2 separate regions of the Ovis aries genome follow, and region 1 is linked to region 2. The links are chromatin contacts, called in public Hi-C maps. All regions are on one chromosome and are shown on one strand. The core of a region is the stretch at or near the end of the contact, and the rest is flanking DNA. Distances in the headings are between cores, read along the strand shown.

Region 1 (2,748 bases), core at 97-2,596, 1.0 Mb after region 2:
ACAGTGCACTGGGAGGGGGAGAATCCCACCCATCGCAACCTAACACCTACTGAACCATTGTGGAGAGCTGGACTTCGGAAATTTCCAGCGCAAAATTGTAGGTGGGGGCGGGAGAGCTGTAGGGCAAGCCTGTGGAGGCGATTTTAGAAGTGCACACGTTGTAGGGAAATTTTTCCCTCAAACTGTCTAGAGGGAAGTGGTCATGATCCACTACAAGTTCTCCTGAAATGATCAAGTGCACAGAGGCAAAGCGCTACACTGCTGAGAAACGTGGCTGCTTTGCTTCCTCCGCAGTCCCCAGGCAGCTCCAATGTACTTCATATCAGTAAGTGATCAGTCCCAGCCAAGGGTACAGAGGGATGTGATCCGGCTGGGAAGAACTGCACTCCCCTTCTAAGTCTCCAGATAGCCAGTTCCCCGCTGGTTGCCATTTTTTGCAATTTAAAATTTAAGAAAATTTAAATAGGATTAGCCCTGTGTGTGGAAGAGAAGAGCCTGTTTGAGGAAACAGAAAAGGTACCATGTTGTGTAAGTTTTACATATTTTAACTGGGTGGTGTTTGTGTGTGTATCCACAGAACAAAGTGCAGTAATTATACAATTCGTTATTTAAGCCATTATAAGGACCGCTACAACAGGAGGGAGGGGAGAGAATATCTAAACTACATTAAATGATTCTTAAAAGCTCATTCTAGGAAAAGGAAATGCCAGAGTAGTAAGATAAGGAGTCTTCATTAACAACAAATTCATCATTTCCCTCCTTCAAAATGAGACACTCTTCTAAGGCAGTTTGCTTGGAAAGTAGTTTTGCACCGTAAATCTGGGACATGTTTTTTATGTATGTGTTTGCTCTGCATGAGGCTTAAGAAAAACACAGCAACCAAACCACCCGAGCCAACCCTGGAGGGAAAGAGAAGACCTAATCACCCGTGATGGCGATTACATAATAGAGATTCGCGCACACAAACCCCCAGAGTCTCAAAAGAATCAGCCTTTGGCTTCCTGTCATAAAAGATGCCTTTTTTTCCTTTGTGAGGATCACTAAAAATGCTTCCTAAAGACCAAGTGGATGTCTTTGGTAGAAATAGAGGTCACTTAGGAATGATTAAGTACACCCCCAGCCAACATGAAGCCTGTATCGATAACTAAAGTGCCTCTGCATTTAGCGCAGCAAAAGCTCATAATCTGTTTCTAATCGGTGCCCTGAAGATGCTCCCAAGGAGGAAAAGGCCTGGCGTGGGTAGTCGCCCCTCCCCAGGCCCGCGTCTCAGGCCCTCCCTGGGGCAGCCGGAGTGCTCCTCTCTTAGATAATGCCAGGTACTCTGGAAAGTAGCCGTGTAATAATACACAAACCCCTGATGATGTCAGCGTGTTATTGACTTTCCAAGTCTGAATGACTGAGCAGAGGAGCGGGGGTGGGGCGCGATCCATCCGGCAGCGCGGGGACCGGCCAAGCGAAAATGAGCTCGCGGACCAGGCCGGGGGGAGGGGCGGCAGCGGCTCAGCGCTCAGGCTCCGCCAAGGCGGCGTCGGTGTCCGCGGCCCAGCCCGGGCACGGCTCCGGGCTCCCGCTCCCGAGCTCTTTGCGTTTGGTCAAACACCCCTCCGGCAGAAATCGCTCAGGCCACCCCCCTTGACAACCACCACCCTCCCCCTCTCCTCCGGCAGCTTTCACCACGTGGCCGAGCCGCCTTACAAAACGGGGAGCAGAGGGCTAGAAAGGGGGCCCCTGCCCTTCCCCTGCCCTGCACCAGAGCCTGCCGCCCCAGCTGCGGTGAATTCGCAGATGTGACGGTCGCCGGCCGCAGAGTATTGCCCTCTGCTAGAGATCCCCTTGGAAATTGCACCTCAGCGGTGGTGACATTTTATGGGATGTGACTGGCTTCCTTTATGGCGCTGGGAGTGCAGGTGCCGGATTGTAGGTTCCTGTTCTCACCCAGCAAACCGACCACAGGGCGCCCAGTCATCTTCAAGGCTAGGTGTGAACCGGGCCAGGCTGCCCTTAAATGGAATTGCATTTGGAGGCCGGGATCTGGGGATAAGCACTCCAGGCTGGGGCGTGGCCTTCCCCACCAGGCCTCTGCCTCCCTTTCGGGCCTAGCAGCTCCTGCTGGCCCTCCGCCCTCCCGCGCACCCAGCTTCGCTGGGGGCATCTATGGGACTAGGCACCTAGACCGCTGCCTGCTGGCGCAGCTCCCTCAGTCCCTCTCCTCGACCTGCTGAAACCCTCCCAGAAGTCCACGTCCGCAGAACTTCAACCCAACGCCCCAGGGCCAGACTGCTCCTCCTCAGAGCTCCAGCCTGCCTCTCCCCGCGTTCCCTGCCCCATCAGGTTTGTTCATGGAAGCCCCAGGCGGGCCCCCTGGTTCCCAGTCCTGTTCTACCCCTTATTAGCTGTGTGCGTGTAGACAGAGTGCTTAACCTCTCTGTATCCTTTATCCGTGGAAAGCGGGAAGCAGTAATCCCCGCAGTCACTGCTGGGAGGATTAAATGAAAGCCGGATTTCATAAGAGACTCCAGCCTTCGAATATTCCAGTCCTTTGCCTTCACTAGCAGTGTCATCTGTCGGGCCAGAGTCCCAGGGTGGTTCGCTGGACTGTGGGGCCCGCTGTTCCCCCTACCCTCCGGGCTCTCTAGAGCCCACTGACCCTCAGTGCCCCCCTCCCTCCACGGGGACCCTGGGAAGAGGCACTTTACTACCAAGGTTGGGGTGCCCTGGGGAATGTGCCTCTGACCTAAGCGAGTTCAT
Region 2 (3,103 bases), core at 204-2,703:
CTTGGTGTCTTCAATCCCATTCCTGCTCTGAGGGCAGAATCAGGCACAGCTCTCTTTCTCCTGAGGCCTCCTGTGAATTCTTATCACAACGTTTCTGCAGCCACTCCACTCAGTAAGACTAAGCATGTGAAAAAGCCTACAGATCATCCGACCTGGGGGTAATGGTCACAATAGCTAAGTTATTGAGCCTCCATGCTAATCATTTCATGCAGTTTCTTGCAATTAATCCTCACTACTGTCCTGTAAATAGGTACAATTATCACTCTTTTGCTACAAAAAAAAAAAAAAAAAAAAAGATGTCTAAGGCTCAAAGAGGTGAAGTATCTCTCCCAGAGTCATGCCAGTTTAGCTGGGGTTGGACCCAGGCAGCTTGAGTCTAGAACAAATACTCTGGAAGATAGTGCTGAGACTTCTCAGATGCAAGGCTATCAACAGAGAAACGCACTAGCTCCCTCGTGTGCTGTGGGCTCAGCTGTGTCCGACTCTAGGTCACTTATAGGTGGCATTAGTGAAAAGAGAGTTGACAACCAATTTGAATTCCATTTTCAATTTTGATATTCAAAACCTGCATGGTTCTGAAAAATTACAATAGGATAAATTACCTCTATTATATAATTTGAAGGAAAAATAAAATAAGATTAAATCAGATAGTACATACAGGAGCATTATTAGAGTGAGTGACTTATTATGGGTACCCAATAAATACTGAGTTGCTCTTTTCCCCCCTGAAGTATATAGGGCAAATGTGAGGGATTCTTGTCTTTCCTCTGTTTTCTCTCTAAGCTTGAAAAATAAGATCTTTTTTTCCTTTTGTATACTTTTTTGAGGATAGGCCTCTTGTGTCCTACTGGAATCACTGAGATCATTGTACAGAGGCTCTCCTGTAGAAGATGACATCAAAGCTTGTCATCTCTATAAAAAAGCCACAATCACCATGATGGATCTTTTCCCTTTTGCCTAAAATAATTTAGATATGTAAGATATAGATTTTGAGTTGATAATAGCTGATGATTTTGTCTGCCATTTACATTTTGACATAATTTTAAACTTCAGTGAGATGGATTTATAGGGATCAGAATAAGAATGTATTGGTTCATGAGACCTTGGGTAGTATGATATGGAGGAAAAATAGAGAAAATGTAGGTTATAGAGGGTGAAGACAAACATATCTCCCACCTCAAGTCAGGCCCAGGGTTGACCCTGTGTCCATGGTTTCTCAGTCTGAGGATGTAGTGAGTGATTTCAAGGTACACATGTTGGGGGAGGGGAGTCTGGGTGCTGGGATGTGAACTGTGTGGTATTTGATGGTTGAAGTGAAAGAAAAGAGGAAGATTAGTCTGTGGTTTTACTGAAATCAGATATACTTTAAAGTGATGTCTCACTTTGAGACTGACAGCATTTTGAGAAACAGGCTTCCTACTGCCAAGCTCTTGGAACAGCCTTGGGGTATACTCACGGGAAATTGCTTCATGCTAATAGTCATCTCTATATCCCATCAAGGCCAATAAATGACCCAGTGGTTTAAGAGTTCTTCTAGTGGCTGATTTCAAACCTAGTAAATATGAAAGATTGTTCAGAAAAGCAACAGAACTTACCACTAAACGGGTCATCATTAGTCATGTCTTGCCTGAGTGCTGAAATACTCTCAATGAGATATTCCCTGCTAAAGAAAGAGTGGGTAGATGAAACTTAAAAATGAGATAGCCAGGCTTCAAAGGCCAGTTTAACCATTTCAAACCACTGTGAGACCTACATTTTTTAACTCCTTGAAACTTTCATTTGTAAAACAGGGATATCACTGTTTAGCTTTTTGATTGTTGAGAAGGCTAAAGTAAACAAGTACATGCTTGTATACCAAGATGCTATGTTTTCCCTTTTTTTGCTAAATGGCACCTGAAATTTTCTGGTTTGTTTCAGAAGCATCTGGTGTAGAAGTATATAAGCTGTTTCTATGATCTCTTCATGGCCTTGGGGTTCCCTGGGCAAAAGGGCGTTGTCGGACAGCAGAGTTCAGAAAGCATATGGTTCACCCTAGTTTTACCTTTAGTGGTATTTTCCCAGAGGACCATGAAGCTTAAGCTGAATGTATATACACCTTCTCATTATCACTGGGATTACCTTTTGTTGTCAATGGGAAACTTGGTGGTTCTCCTCCCAAGTCTCCTTCTAGTAGGAGAGGCTGTATTACATAAGGGAAATATTGAACCAGAAGCCAGGAGATCTTATTTTGTAAATCACAAACTTCCTATCTGGCCTCTAAATTTTTATTTACAAGATGAGGGATGGAGAAAAATGGTAACAGAGAATGTTCTCCGATTTAATTTATAGCTCTCTTTTTCTTTTATTCAATCTATTTTTATGTGACAGTCCTAACTCCTTTACCATTCTTCATATCTCTATAAAATTAGGCAATTTTCTTCCTTTCTTGTTTTGCTTTTTAAGATCTTGACTCCCTTTATTTATTTTTTAAAGTCTTATTGAAATTTTTTACAATATAGCTTCTGTTTTATGTTTTGGTTTTGTTGTGGAAAGGTATGTGGGGTCTTAGTTCCCCAGTTCAGTTCACTTCAGCCACTCAGTCGTGTCCGACTCTTTGCAACCCCATGGACTGCAGCACGCCAGGCTTCGCTGTCCACCACCAACTCCTGGAGCTTACTTAAACTCATGTCCATTGCATCAGTGATGCCATCACACCATCTCATCCTCTGTAGTCCCCTTTTCTCTCCACCTTCAATCCTTCCCAGCATCAGGGTCTTTTTAAATGAGTCAGTTCTTTGCATCAGGTGGCCGAAGTATAGGAGTTTCAGCTTTAATATCAGTCCTTCAAATGAACACTTAGGACTGATCTGCTTTAGGATTGACTGGCTGGGTCTTCTTGCAGTCCAGTCTTCTCCAACATCACAGTCCAAAAGCATCAATCCTTCGGCATTCAGCTTTCTTCATAGTCCAACTCTCACATCCATACATGACTACTGGAAAGACCATAGCCTTGACTATATGGACTTTTGTTGGCAAAGTAATGTCTCTGCTTTTTAATATGCTGTCTAGGTTGGTCATAACTTTCCTTCCAAGGAATAAGTGTCTTTTAATTTCATGGCTGCAA

What was found. A called contact is a pair of places that touch in the nucleus more often than the background predicts.
Region 1: a contact with region 2 is called in a Hi-C map of tail adipose tissue, with 9 times the contacts expected there. The contact joins two enhancer-like sites. A contact is called at or near these places in 4 of 16 Hi-C or Micro-C datasets (hypothalamus, omental adipose tissue and tail adipose tissue).

Annotation. Positions count from the first base shown.
Region 1 is chr1:210,468,780-210,471,527 of ARS-UI_Ramb_v3.0, forward strand. No RefSeq gene overlaps it. Among named protein-coding and RNA genes, the nearest start is that of TRNAE-UUC, 100 kb to the right of the region's middle. Within about 2 kb of position 1,347, at least 51 of the 54 cell types and tissues checked have an H3K27ac peak or open chromatin away from gene starts, as enhancers often do. A contact at or near this core is called in tail adipose tissue, where this site is marked.
Region 2 is chr1:209,433,443-209,436,545 of ARS-UI_Ramb_v3.0, forward strand. No RefSeq gene overlaps it. Among named protein-coding and RNA genes, the nearest start is that of KCNMB2, 88 kb to the left of the region's middle. Within about 2 kb of position 1,454, at least 3 of the 54 cell types and tissues checked have an H3K27ac peak or open chromatin away from gene starts, as enhancers often do. A contact at or near this core is called in tail adipose tissue, where this site is marked.